3 separate regions of the Rattus norvegicus genome follow, and regions 1 and 3 are each linked to region 2. A link is a contact called in public Hi-C data. All regions are on one chromosome and are shown on one strand. The core of a region is the stretch at or near the end of the contact, and the rest is flanking DNA. Distances in the headings are between cores, read along the strand shown. Region 1 holds the start of Jmy (junction mediating and regulatory protein, p53 cofactor). Region 2 holds the start of Homer1 (homer scaffold protein 1). Region 3 holds the start of Cmya5 (cardiomyopathy associated 5).

The links. Hi-C and Micro-C count contacts between places; a contact is called where the count stands out from the background.
Region 1: a Hi-C map of Schwann cells shows a contact between it and region 2, with 4 times the contacts expected there. The contact joins the promoter of Jmy here to the promoter of Homer1 in region 2. A contact is called at or near these places in 3 of 12 Hi-C or Micro-C datasets (Schwann cells, frontal cortex and mammary epithelial cells) and 1 of 1 datasets of contacts at active chromatin or transcription factors (oligodendrocytes).
Region 3: a Hi-C map of liver shows a contact between it and region 2, with 4 times the contacts expected there. The contact joins the promoter of Cmya5 here to the promoter of Homer1 in region 2. A contact is called at or near these places in 3 of 12 Hi-C or Micro-C datasets (kidney and liver).

What each region holds. Positions count from the first base shown.
Region 1 is chr2:26,463,828-26,467,735 of GRCr8, reverse strand. It overlaps Jmy (junction mediating and regulatory protein, p53 cofactor), which reads left to right and starts at 1,777. Exons shown (of 11, transcript XM_039103451.2): 1 at 1,777-3,278. The coding sequence starts at 2,286.
Region 2 is chr2:26,276,644-26,280,345 of GRCr8, reverse strand. It overlaps Homer1 (homer scaffold protein 1), which reads right to left and starts at 1,334. Exons shown (of 10, transcript NM_031707.2): 1 at 1,036-1,334. The coding sequence starts at 1,040.
Region 3 is chr2:26,111,365-26,115,021 of GRCr8, reverse strand. It overlaps Cmya5 (cardiomyopathy associated 5), which reads left to right and starts at 1,749. Exons shown (of 13, transcript XM_006231789.5): 1 at 1,749-1,984. The coding sequence starts at 1,845.

The sequences.
Region 1 (3,908 bases), core at 528-3,027, 190 kb before region 2:
ACTAACCTTGTAGCTCAGGTTTGCTAATGGAGGCAGTCGTGCCCCAGACTTCCAGATGGTAGGATTACAGGTGTAGCCACCAAGCCTGGTGTAGATTTCTTTTAGACAGATTAAGCATGCATTCTGCGGATTTGTACATAGGTATGACATGTATTGATCAAACAGAGATGGTGATTTAGAACTCTATCAGGAAAAAAATGTTTCCTTTTTATCAAAAAAGACAATTTTATTTTATAACCTTCTCATTTGCCTTGCCGAAGACTCCAATTTGCAGCGGCTTTCTTTCCTTGAGCATTTTATTTTTGTGTTGCAAGCACTGGGTTACAACTCCAGACCTCTCTGAGTTTTCTTTCCTCTCTCTCTCTCCTCTCTCTTTCTCACCGCCCCTCCCCCATGTCTCTCCTGGCCTGTGTAGACTAGGCTGGCTGTGAACTCCCAAAGATCTGACTGCCTCTCCCTACTGAGTTCTGGAATTAAAAGCGTGGGTCACCACGCCCAGCTCTTTCAGTATTTTCAAAGGTATGTTTTTGATTTGCATGGGAGAGCTGACACATATGTACAGTTACAAGCTTTGAAAAAATACTGTTCATTAAAAGAATTCCAAAAGGTTGAAGTCATTTTTTCTTTATGAATCTTGCTGTGAGGTTTTTTTGTTGATTAGGTTTTTTTTTGTTTTTTTTTTTTTGTTTTTTTGTTTTTTTTTGTTGTTGTTGTTTTAAATCCAAGAGTAGGCATGGGTTTCAAAGCAGGTATTTAAGGTTTAAAATGTTCAGCCAAGAGAGGGTCTAAAACTTGACTATCAATTTAGATTTCAAGCCAATACAAAACTGTGTGTAGCTGACAGTGTGAGGGTAACCCAGATGCTTTTGCACAAGTTTTGGAAATGTGGCTTAAAGTGTAAGAACTAATTCCTATTATACATTACTGTGGCACACCTGCCACAGTAATGACTTGGACACTGACAGGAAGAGATAGCATCAATTATATAAAGGACTATAAACCTCCTAGACAATGATAGGAATGTTTCAACACAGCTTAGTATGAATAATTAGATTTTTATGTCTTGCTTTCGAAACAAGGTCTTTCGCAGCTCCAGCTGGCCTTGAATTCCCATATCTTGCCTCTACTCACCAAGTGTTGGGGTTATAGTCATGCACTGCCTTCCAGGCTGATAAAAACTTTTTGTTTGTGCTCTTTGGGAACTCTGATAATTGAATACAACTTCAAAACTTTAGCGCAGTGACTGCCCAAAGAGATTCTCAGAACAGTACCCAATAAGGAGCAATAAAAGGGATACATTGAGATGAATGTTCACGCACTTTAGAACATAATTGAATTTTTTTGTACTGTTTCAGTATTCTACTGAGTTGTCTTCTGATACTTGTCTGTCTTGAATTGTGTCTGAAGGATCTCAGGGGAGAATCGAGCCCTTTGGCTTAGCCTTGTAAAGTGTGGCAGAGTTCTCGAACTGTTTAGGGTACGTTCTGAACACAGTTGAGATCCAGATTCACTCAGGGTGAAGGAGGGCTACATAAGGGTCCCTGAACAAAGTCTCAGTGTTCCTCTGCCTTTGCTCCTCTTTCCCGGGGTTCAAGGCCACTTGTGCAGCCAGACGCAGCAGTATCTCCTCTTGGAGAAAAGCGTCACCCCGCAGCCACAAACTCCCAGCCCGGGAAAAAGGGGGCGGGGCTGGGGCCCAGAGCGGCGGCGGCGGCGCGCAAGCGCTACAGGGGGACGCGGAGGGAAGGGGGGCGGGGCACCGCCGGGACGCGCGCCGCCGCCGCCGCCACCGCCGCCGCGTCAGCAGCGTGCCGCACGTGCCCGTGTTTACGTCCCTCGTGGAGCTGCCGACGTCACAGCCGAATGGCAACATTGTGGCGATGCTGAGACTGGAGGTTTAGGAGTCTGCTTTCTGGTTCCGGCTGGCTCGGCGCGGTCGCGGGGAGGCAGAGAGGCGGCTGGGAGGTCGGCCCCGGCGAGCGGCGGACGCGCGCCTCAGCGTCTCTGCACGCAGCTCCGTGGGCTCACGCAGGCCGGCCCGGCGGCCCAGGGCCCCGCGCTGCCGCAGCGAGCGGCTTGTAAACAGATCCGGCCGCACGTGACCATGTGAACTACCTGCTCCGGGCTGCGTATTGTCTCTTCTGAGAGTCGCGCCACAAAGGAGCCGGTGGATGAGCGGCCGGCGCGCTAAGATGGCTGAAGGCGCCGGGCAAGGGTGAGCTGGGGGCGCGACCGTCGCGGAGACTCGGCCGGGCGGCCCCCTTTGGCCGGACACCGGAGCTACCATGTCGTTCGCGCTGGAGGAGACACTTGAGTCCGACTGGGTGGCGGTGCGGCCCCACGTATTCGACGAGCGCGAGAAGCACAAGTTTGTGTTCATTGTGGCCTGGAACGAGATTGAAGGCAAGTTTGCTATAACCTGTCACAACCGGACGGCCCAGAGACAGAGGAGCGGTTCCCGGGAACAGACGGGGACGTCAGCATCTGATGGAAGCCGCGGGCCCGGCAGTCCGGCGGCCAGGGGTCGGCCGGAGGCCGCTGCCTCTTCTACAGCGCTCCGGAGCCCCGGGCCACGGAAGAGCCAGGCCTGGACTGAGAGCGGCTCTCCGCGCAGCGCGCGCAGCCTGAGGGAGGATTCCCTTCGGGGTCCGCTCGCCAAAGGACCGGAGAGTCCTCTCCGTAGCCCCGTGCGGGCCAAGGCCAGCCCGCACCGCAGAGGCGCCGAATCCCGAGATGCGACCGCCGGTGCCACGCCAACCCCGCCGGCGCCCCCGGTGTCGTCCGTGCGGGTGGTGAGTGCCTCTGGGGCGGTCTCCGAGGAGATCGAAGTCCTGGAATTGGTGAGGGAGGACGAGGCGCCACAGCCGCTCCCCGACTCGGAGCAGTCGCCGTCCGCCGCGGAGCAGGAGTCTCCGGCTGAAGAATGCAGCTGGGCCGGGCTTTTCTCCTTCCAGGATCTGCGGGCCGTGCATCAGCAGCTGTGCTCAGTGAACTCCCAGCTGGAGCCGTGCCTGCCGGTGTTCCCCGAAGAGCCGTCCGGCATGTGGACGGTGCTGTTTGGGGGCGCCCCCGAGATGACCGAGCAGGAGATCGACGCTCTATGTTACCAACTCCAGGTCTACCTGGGCCACGGCCTGGACACGTGTGGCTGGAAGATCCTTTCCCAGGTGCTTTTCACCGAGACGGATGATCCGGAGGAGTATTACGAAAGCCTCAGCGAGCTGCGGCAGAAGGGCTACGAAGAGGTGCTTCAGCGGGCCAGGAGGCGCATCCAGGAGGTGAGTCGGAGCTGCGGCCCTGGCTTTGATGTCTCTGCCAAGAGCTGGAGCCTGGGTTTGGGGCCCGCGAAGTGTCTTCTATCCGCAGGAAAAGGAAGAACGGGGGAGGTGGGGTGATCGGCTTTCTTTTCGTATCTCAGCGAGGAATCTTTGGGAAGTTTTTTGTCCCCCTCCCAAGTACCCAGTTTCCAAAAACAAAAACAAAAAGCAAAAAGATACAGGTAGAGATGAAAGTCTTTAGAAAACAGGTATTCTGTGAACTTAAAACTAAATGAATGTTACCCTCCCCCAAAGTAACTTGCCCAGACATTCACTCCTCTTTCAGGGTGTCATGTTTATGTACTGAAAATAGTTGTCTTATGGAACAAAGTTGATCTGCTTTCGTTTACCTTGTGTGTGTGCTCTGGTAACGTAGGCAGGTATGAAGTTTTACTTTTCAGCGTTTTGCAGTGCTGAAAGTGTACCACTGAACTACACCCCAGCCCTAAATTCATTTTTTAAAACGTGTGTTGACTTGTCCAAAAGAGAATTGACATATATAAAATTTTAGACTGTGATCTTTACAGACGGCTCATTTCACTCCTGATTTAGGAAGAGGGAAGGAAGGTCAAGGGCAGGGGTGCTTTACGC
Region 2 (3,702 bases), core at 85-2,584:
AAAATAATTATCAACTCATAATTAATTCCTGAGGAAGAACTGCTATGACACATGACTACATTTTCAAAGTTGTATAAGCCAATAAACTTCGAATTGTAATTACTAGGGCAAAAAAGCAACTATTCAAGAACTTTATAAAGTGTGTGTTCCTAAGCTATCACAATGAATTTCAAAATCCATCATTCCAAACCTCGTTCCTCAACTACTTTTTTATCGGTGCTAGTTGGACCTGAGGAAGAATGCAGAGACAGCACTGACAATCCACTAAAGAAATGCGAAGATCCCCACTCCATAACACAGGCTTCCAGCTTAATTAAGGAACTAGCATTTTATTATGCAGCAGTGTTAGAATGAAAAGTTTAGGAAATGCACTCTAGGCTGGCTTTGGGCTATGCCGAATATGTAAATCTGACACTGTTGGCACAAGCTAAAGGTTTGAGCTTAAAAAGAAACAAAACAGAGAAGTGAACACGTTCCTTCAATCAACAGCTTGCCTCTCCAGCACCCACACCGTTTAGATCGAAACAGCCTGAGATTTCCGTTTAATGCCCAGTAAACCAAGCTGTATATTTGGTTTCGGATGTTCAAGGATAGAACAGGGCACTGCGAGGGCAGCAACTTACAAGGGATCAGTTCCAAGGACTGGAGTCTAACCACTCACTACAATCCCCCCTTTGGACAGCTGATCATTTCTACAAAGTACTGGCAGAATGTGCAGCTTTGAACGACACCGCCAACCAAACCTAAGATAGCAAAATTTAGTGACCTATACAGCGGTTCGGTCTATTAGGAGGTTCAGGGTAGACAAGTGCATTGTCTTCATATATATCATTAATAAAACTGTAACTGAGTTACAAACATTACACATTCTAATTAGGACCTCTGGTGTCACTCTACAATAATACAAATATAATCTGTATTTTAAAGTAGTACCCGTTTTCCAAGGGATCGAATTTAAAAACATGGTCACCATCACCGCTCAACTGCACACACGCATAAGCAGATTTAAAGCTGTGATAAGCACAAAATCCTTACCCCATTTTGCCCAATGAAAACTTGCTCTGAAGTTTCTGCTCTTATGCTACAGAAATAACTTCCAAGGAATTTTCTCCGTCTGTTATTTTGCAGTTGCTTTTCCACCCCCGAGATCTTTTCCGGAGGCAACTCAACGAGGCAGACAATTCAGTTAGTTCTTGTCGGTAAAATGATTTCACTCGCGCTGACACCAAAACGTTCAAACATTTGGAATTTGAAAAGGTTGCGCGGAGAATATAGCACTTTAACTATTCCATAAAATTAGTGTACGTGTAGAAAAACGCAAAAGCCAGCTTCAGTGAGTCTGATAAAAAATGAGTTCGCTGATCATTTCGCTCACGTCTTCCACGACACTCAAGCAGCCAGGTTACTCGGCCTTTGGGCTAAGGCGGTGGGTTCAAATTTCACCACACCAGGTCCCTGGGGGTGGAGCGTGCAACCCAACGCGACGTGCACTTGAATAAAAATTCTACGGGTAGCAATTCCACTGTCTCCCTTACATTAAAAAAAAAAAATTATAAAGAAGAAATCTCGAAGTGCAAACCCCAGCCGCTCGCGATGTGCACAGCACACCACATTGGAATCTGTCCTTTGAATGTTCGTTCTCCTAAGACTCGGAGCAGAGAGGAGGTGGAGAGCAGGCAGAGAAGGCTGGGAAGGATCGATTCGTTCTCACGAGGAGCATCAGCGGAGCCATTTCCAGGCTGGCGGCTAGCTGGGGGCGCAGCGGCCGCCGGGGAGCAGCGCAGGGGGCCCGAGCCCACCTCCCACGGCTTCCCGGCCCCCGCCGAGCACAAAGGAGCCCCGCTCGCGGCCGCCCCCTCTTCCCGCCTCTCCTCGCAGCACCCGCGGCCTCGGGCTCCGGGCCGCGGAGAATGAATGAATCAGAGAACCCAGCCCCGCGCGGTCCCCCGCACCCAGCCCCCAAGCTCCCGGCGGTCGCGCGCTGAAGCGAGAGGCTCGCGGCTCGTCTGAGGCACGGCAGCCGCGGCTCGTGCCCCCACCCCGGCTCTTCTCTCCCGCTCCGCGCCGCCTCACATTCCCAGGGCCGCCGCTGCCTCCTCACACTCCCCTCAGCGGCCGCCTCCGCCGGCCCGGGCGGCCTGGCGCCCGTCGCTGCCTCTGACTCCACAGAGCGGGTTCCGAACCGAGCGCAGCCGAGGGCGCCGCTTCCCAGTCCGCGCCGCCGGCGTGAGGCGAGCACGGCAGCGGAGCAGGAGAGGGGGCGGGGCGGGGCGGGGCAGTGAACGCGGCCCTCCCGGCTCGAGGGGCGGAGCGCCGCCGCCGCCGCAGGCCCGCGGAGGAGGTGGGGCTCGCTGGAGGCGGGGCACGGGCTCGGACCCGGCGGTGAGGATCAACCCCGGAGGGGATAAGCCGGCCGGTCCGTCGGTCCGTCCCTTTTTTCTTCCCCTCCCCTAGCGGCGGGCAGCGGGCGGACAACACGCTCGGCTCCTGTGCTGGCTCTGGACGGCCTCGTCCGTTCCACACGCCAGGTGCTCGCGCTGTGTCTCCATCCTCCCCGCAGGAGGACCTTTAAATAGCTACGTCAGCGCGCTCCTCTCCGCACATACGTCACCCTCCGCTCACGTCACCTTGTGCGGGGGATGATGTCACGCGGCCGGAAGTACTGCTAAATTAGGGAAGGAGCTGGGGGAGGCGGGTTGGGCGAGCTGTTCGGTGCCCACCTGCTCTGGTTTCTCTCGCTTCTCCTTAAAGGCCAAGGCGCCGGAGACTGTCTGTGGAGAGCTTGGAGAGGGAGCGCCGGGAGGAGGTTTCCTTGCACAAATGTGCCAAATGCGAATGAATCACTCATAGCAACAGTGCCGAAGTGCCGCCGGTAAAGTCCTGTCTCCCTCTCCCACTGGGTTTGCCGCAGCATCCCCGGGCTGTTCACATCCCAAGCGGCAGGGAAAAGTGGGAGGGAGAGTGATCACTACTGGTAGACTTGCGGGGAACCACCGTTAATTTTAGGAATCATGAATACCATTCTGAACATGGTCAACTTTTAAGCTTTCTCCCCACTAATGGCATGCATTTTGACTTAAAGAAAAAAAGTAGAGCTAGGAACAAACCTCTTGTTTGGATAGCAGTTAAGGCAGAGGGAGATTTCCAAGTGTTCTAAATGTTGCTGTTCCCAACATAGCCATGGTTCTGTAAGGCATAATGAGTCAAATTCATTAAAGTAAAACTTAGTTCCCTCAGATAATTACTCTTCTACAGCATCGCAAATGCCAACGAATCTCCTCAGGTCTGACTTACCGAGGATATGAATTACAATCCAGAAACAAAGTCCTACTTTATTAGCAGAAACATACATTTGGGTTACTTTTTTTTTTTTTTGAATGTTGAAAGCACAATACCTCTCGAGTCTCTTTTCATTTTCTATGTGGCAAGGATGATTGGCCATCCATACATTTATAGCTACATGTGTGAAATTGTGTTTTTGAAATCGTAAAGTTTTAAAACGGCCTTATATTAAGAGCCTTCTATTAGACTCACAGAATGAGCTTCGCTATTATTTGATTTAACTTGACAATCGTGGTTCAGAAATAGAATTGCTGCACACTGCTGAAAGCCATTACTACTTCAGTTGCTCTGTAGATTCAGTGACCACTTCTTACAAACTAAAGTCATTTGACATTAAACAAAACATTCAAAACCTGAAGT
Region 3 (3,657 bases), core at 500-2,999, 170 kb after region 2:
CCAATCACATTATTTCTCTGCCATAATTAGGAATAGAGCTTTCTCTATGGGTCAGTTTTTTAGATTACTGATCTGTAGTACTTTTGATGTAAAAATTTTTTGTATGATTTTTTTCTTGGAAAAATTTCTAAGATTTATTCCACACTATGCAGCGCTTTCTCAGAATGTATTGAGTATGACAGTTCAGCGTGACCCCAGGTACTGTTTGTAAGTCATAGTCCCTTGGGGATGGCTGTTCAGCATTATGGCATTAAGAAAGCCTCAGACTCTGCCACAGCGTGGGCTCCTGCATTGCCACCACGTTGTGACAGCCGATCTGTTGTGACAAATAGGCCAAAAAGCTGATGAATTTTATCCTGGAACTAAGGAGCCAGCACTTAAGACCATGCGGCAGTCCAGTTGGATCAGGGAAGAGGGCTGTTCATATATGGTGAGACAGGCTTTTTTTTTTTTTTTTTTTTAATTTATTTTCACGGATGGGATTGAACTAAGCCTGGGTCTGCTAGGCAAGTGCTCCACCCATTGACCTATTTCCCCAACTGGAGACTTGGAAGTCTTTCCCATTTCAATTTTGTGTGAATGCCACAGTTTTTGTTTGTATGTGCTGTTAAAATATTAGTATTATTAGGGGCTGGGGATTTAGCTCAGTGGTAGAGCGCTTACCTAGGAAGCGCAAGGCCCTGGGTTCGGTTCCCAGCTCCGAAAAAAAGAACCAAAAAAGAAAAAAATATTAGTATTAAATGTGTGGACTCTGTATATAATTCTAAACGTAAAGGTAGTTGAAGTAGGGTCTTGGCAAAATTGGTAAACGAGGTGGCTGCCGATCTACACCAAAGAGTGTCCTGGGACACCCAATGTGCAGCATTCAAGCTGGAGTAACTGGACAGTAATACTCTGATTTCCCACTTTGTTTAGCAACTCTAAGAATCTGCAATGAGTAAAGATTTGGAGATCTAGCCAAACGTCTTTCTCTGGAAAGAATACTTTCTAACCCTTGTACTGAACAGGCCTCTGCCTTCTCAGAAACATTCGTAGCTTATAAGAACTAGGTGGTGTGACAGAGAAACAGTCTCCTGGGTATCAACACATTCAAAAGACTGCTCGAGTTCCTGGAGAGGAGCAGTGAGTTCAAACCTGGAGGTTTCAGAGAAAGGCAGTGATCTCCAATAAGTGAACAGGTGAGCCTTTCAGGCAGAAAGAATTCATTTGATACAGTGTAAATACCCGATTTCTAAAAGTGGATTAGTCAGGATTTATTCTCTAGGAGGATCTTGGGCTTTAGTCCTAGAGTAGTGATTGAGAGGTTAAGCACTGGCTTTACTTGATCCAATGAGATCTTGGTCCCCTCAGGAGCTGCTGGTTTGTTTCCATTGTCACCATACTGGCATTGGGGCCTTAAGCTATCTACAAACCTGCACCTAACGTTCTCTTCTCAGGAAGAAGGGAAAACAAGACCCTGGCGAGCGCTGCCTTTGGCATGAAGCATCCCTCAGCCCAGCCCGAGGTGTAAGAACCACCAGGTCACTGGATGGAAGGCCGGGCTGGTGGGTCGTTTGACGCCCCTGGGCAGCCCTCAACACTACTCTCCGCCCTGGCCCCAAAGGCCGCCGAAGGTCTGCCAAAACGGGCGGGGAAGTTGGCAGGCGACAGGAACCAGGGGAAGCTGAGCCCGGGCGGCTAAAGCTCCGTGGCGAAACTTTCTTGACGCCTTCTATTTAAAGGCTTGGGCGCCCCCACCCCGCGCGCCGGGAACCCAAGCAGCCGCGCGGGCCGGGCAAAGTGCAGTCAGACGGAGAACACCGGGCGAGGCGTGGGCAGCTCCGACTCCGGCCAGGACAGGCGCGATGGCGAGCAGCGACAGCGGACTCGCAGCCCAGGGTTTACTTGGATGGGGCGCGGAGGAAGAGGAGCCGGAGACAGAGGAGGAGTCGGAGGGCGAGGGGGAGGAGACGGCGGCCGAGTCGGAGGAGGAGCCCGACGCCAGGTAGCCAGAGCCCGTACCACCCAGGGCCTAGCAAAGTTGTCCACCCTACAGGTGTCTCGCCAGGCCGCTGGCCACCCCCAGCCTTTTCCTTTCCCTTTCCAACCTCAGGAGCGCATTTCTCCCCGGTGCCAAGCCCTCTGTCTGGGGCGCGGCGCCTTTTTAAAAACTTGAAGGTAGAAGGTTCTTGCTGTCAGCAAGAGTGACAGGTCGCCTGCAGCGAAGTTCACAGTCTGCCCCCACCCACACCCCACCCCCGCCTCCCAGCTCCTTGTGACTTGCTCATTTATTCTTGGAGACTTACTTGGGGTTCTGCCTATCCGCAAAACTGTGCTGGAATCCTTGCGTCTGGCTGCCCGCCTTGAATCAATCTTGCCTGCCTAAGCTTGGGGAAGGGTCTGCGGTCAGAGAAGGCGCAGTCCATTACCTTGAAAGGTGTGGCAGCCTCCTCGAGTTCTAGCGCTGGGCTAGCTTGCTGTATGGGAACTATTTTTGGTGCAAACATCCATACATTCCTTAAAGGAAAGACTCATGAAGGCCAGGTGTGGATGCCTGCCCTGTGATTCCAATAATAGAAAGGCAGAAGCAGGAAGACTGTGATTTTCAGACCAGCTGGGCTCTCCTGGGAGGTGTTTCAGCAACCTCTGTCCTAAAAGTCGCTCTGATCCTAAATATCTATCAATAAGGCGAGTGAGATTAGATTAGGTAATACTATATGCATATGTGCGTGCGTGCGTGCGTGTGTGTGTGTGTCTGTCTGTCTGTCTATCTATTAGGACTCTCTCCACTTAGTCCCTTCTCATCCAGCCCTAAGATAAGAATAATGGTATGTTTTGTTTTATCCTCAGCATGTGTCAGTCAAATGGTATCTCTTCCTGAGTACTCCTCTCAGAAGGCCTTGGCGGGTGGCAAGTGAAGGTTTATCGTTTCAGAATGCCCAACCAAGGCCAGAATAGCTCAGGTTGAAGTAATCCAAGAGTAGCATTGAAGGCAGGGGAGATAGCTCAGCTGGTGTGGTGCTTGCCTCGTGTGCACAAAGACCCAAGTTTAATCCCCAGTCAATCCCTATGGTCAGTCCTTGAAGTACTGAGGAAAAGCCCAGCTTGGTAGCTTGTGCTTGTTTTCTGTGGTAGGGAGCTGGAAAGAGACAGAATCCCCGGGCTCACTGTGCAGTCAGCCTCACCTATTTAGTGAGTGCCAGGCTGGTGGCGATGGCTTTTTCTTTTTTTTAAATTGTATGTGAGGAATAGGTCTCCACATGCATATATACATGTAGGGTACCGCTAATTACAGAAAACCATCCGTTGGAAATCTTGAAGCGTTAGTTACATTCTTTTTTTTTTGGTTCTTTTTTTCGGAGCTGGGGACCGAACCCAGGGCCTTGCACTTCCTAGGCAAGCGCTCTACCACTGAGCTAAATCTCCAACCCCCGTTAGTTACATTCTTAACAAGCAACTACCAAGAAGGAAGCAAGCTCTGCCCTCAAGAACTTTGAGGAAAAAGATAGGAACGACGGGTTTCTGACTACATGCTAAGGAAGTCTGTGTGCTAAAGACTGAGTGGAGAATGTGAACACTGCTGTGGGAGGTCGAGCATCTAGAATCATGGAGTACTGGCTACAGACTGGATATCAGAAGATGGGCAGGAGATGTATAAAGGAAGGGCAGAGGAGAGGT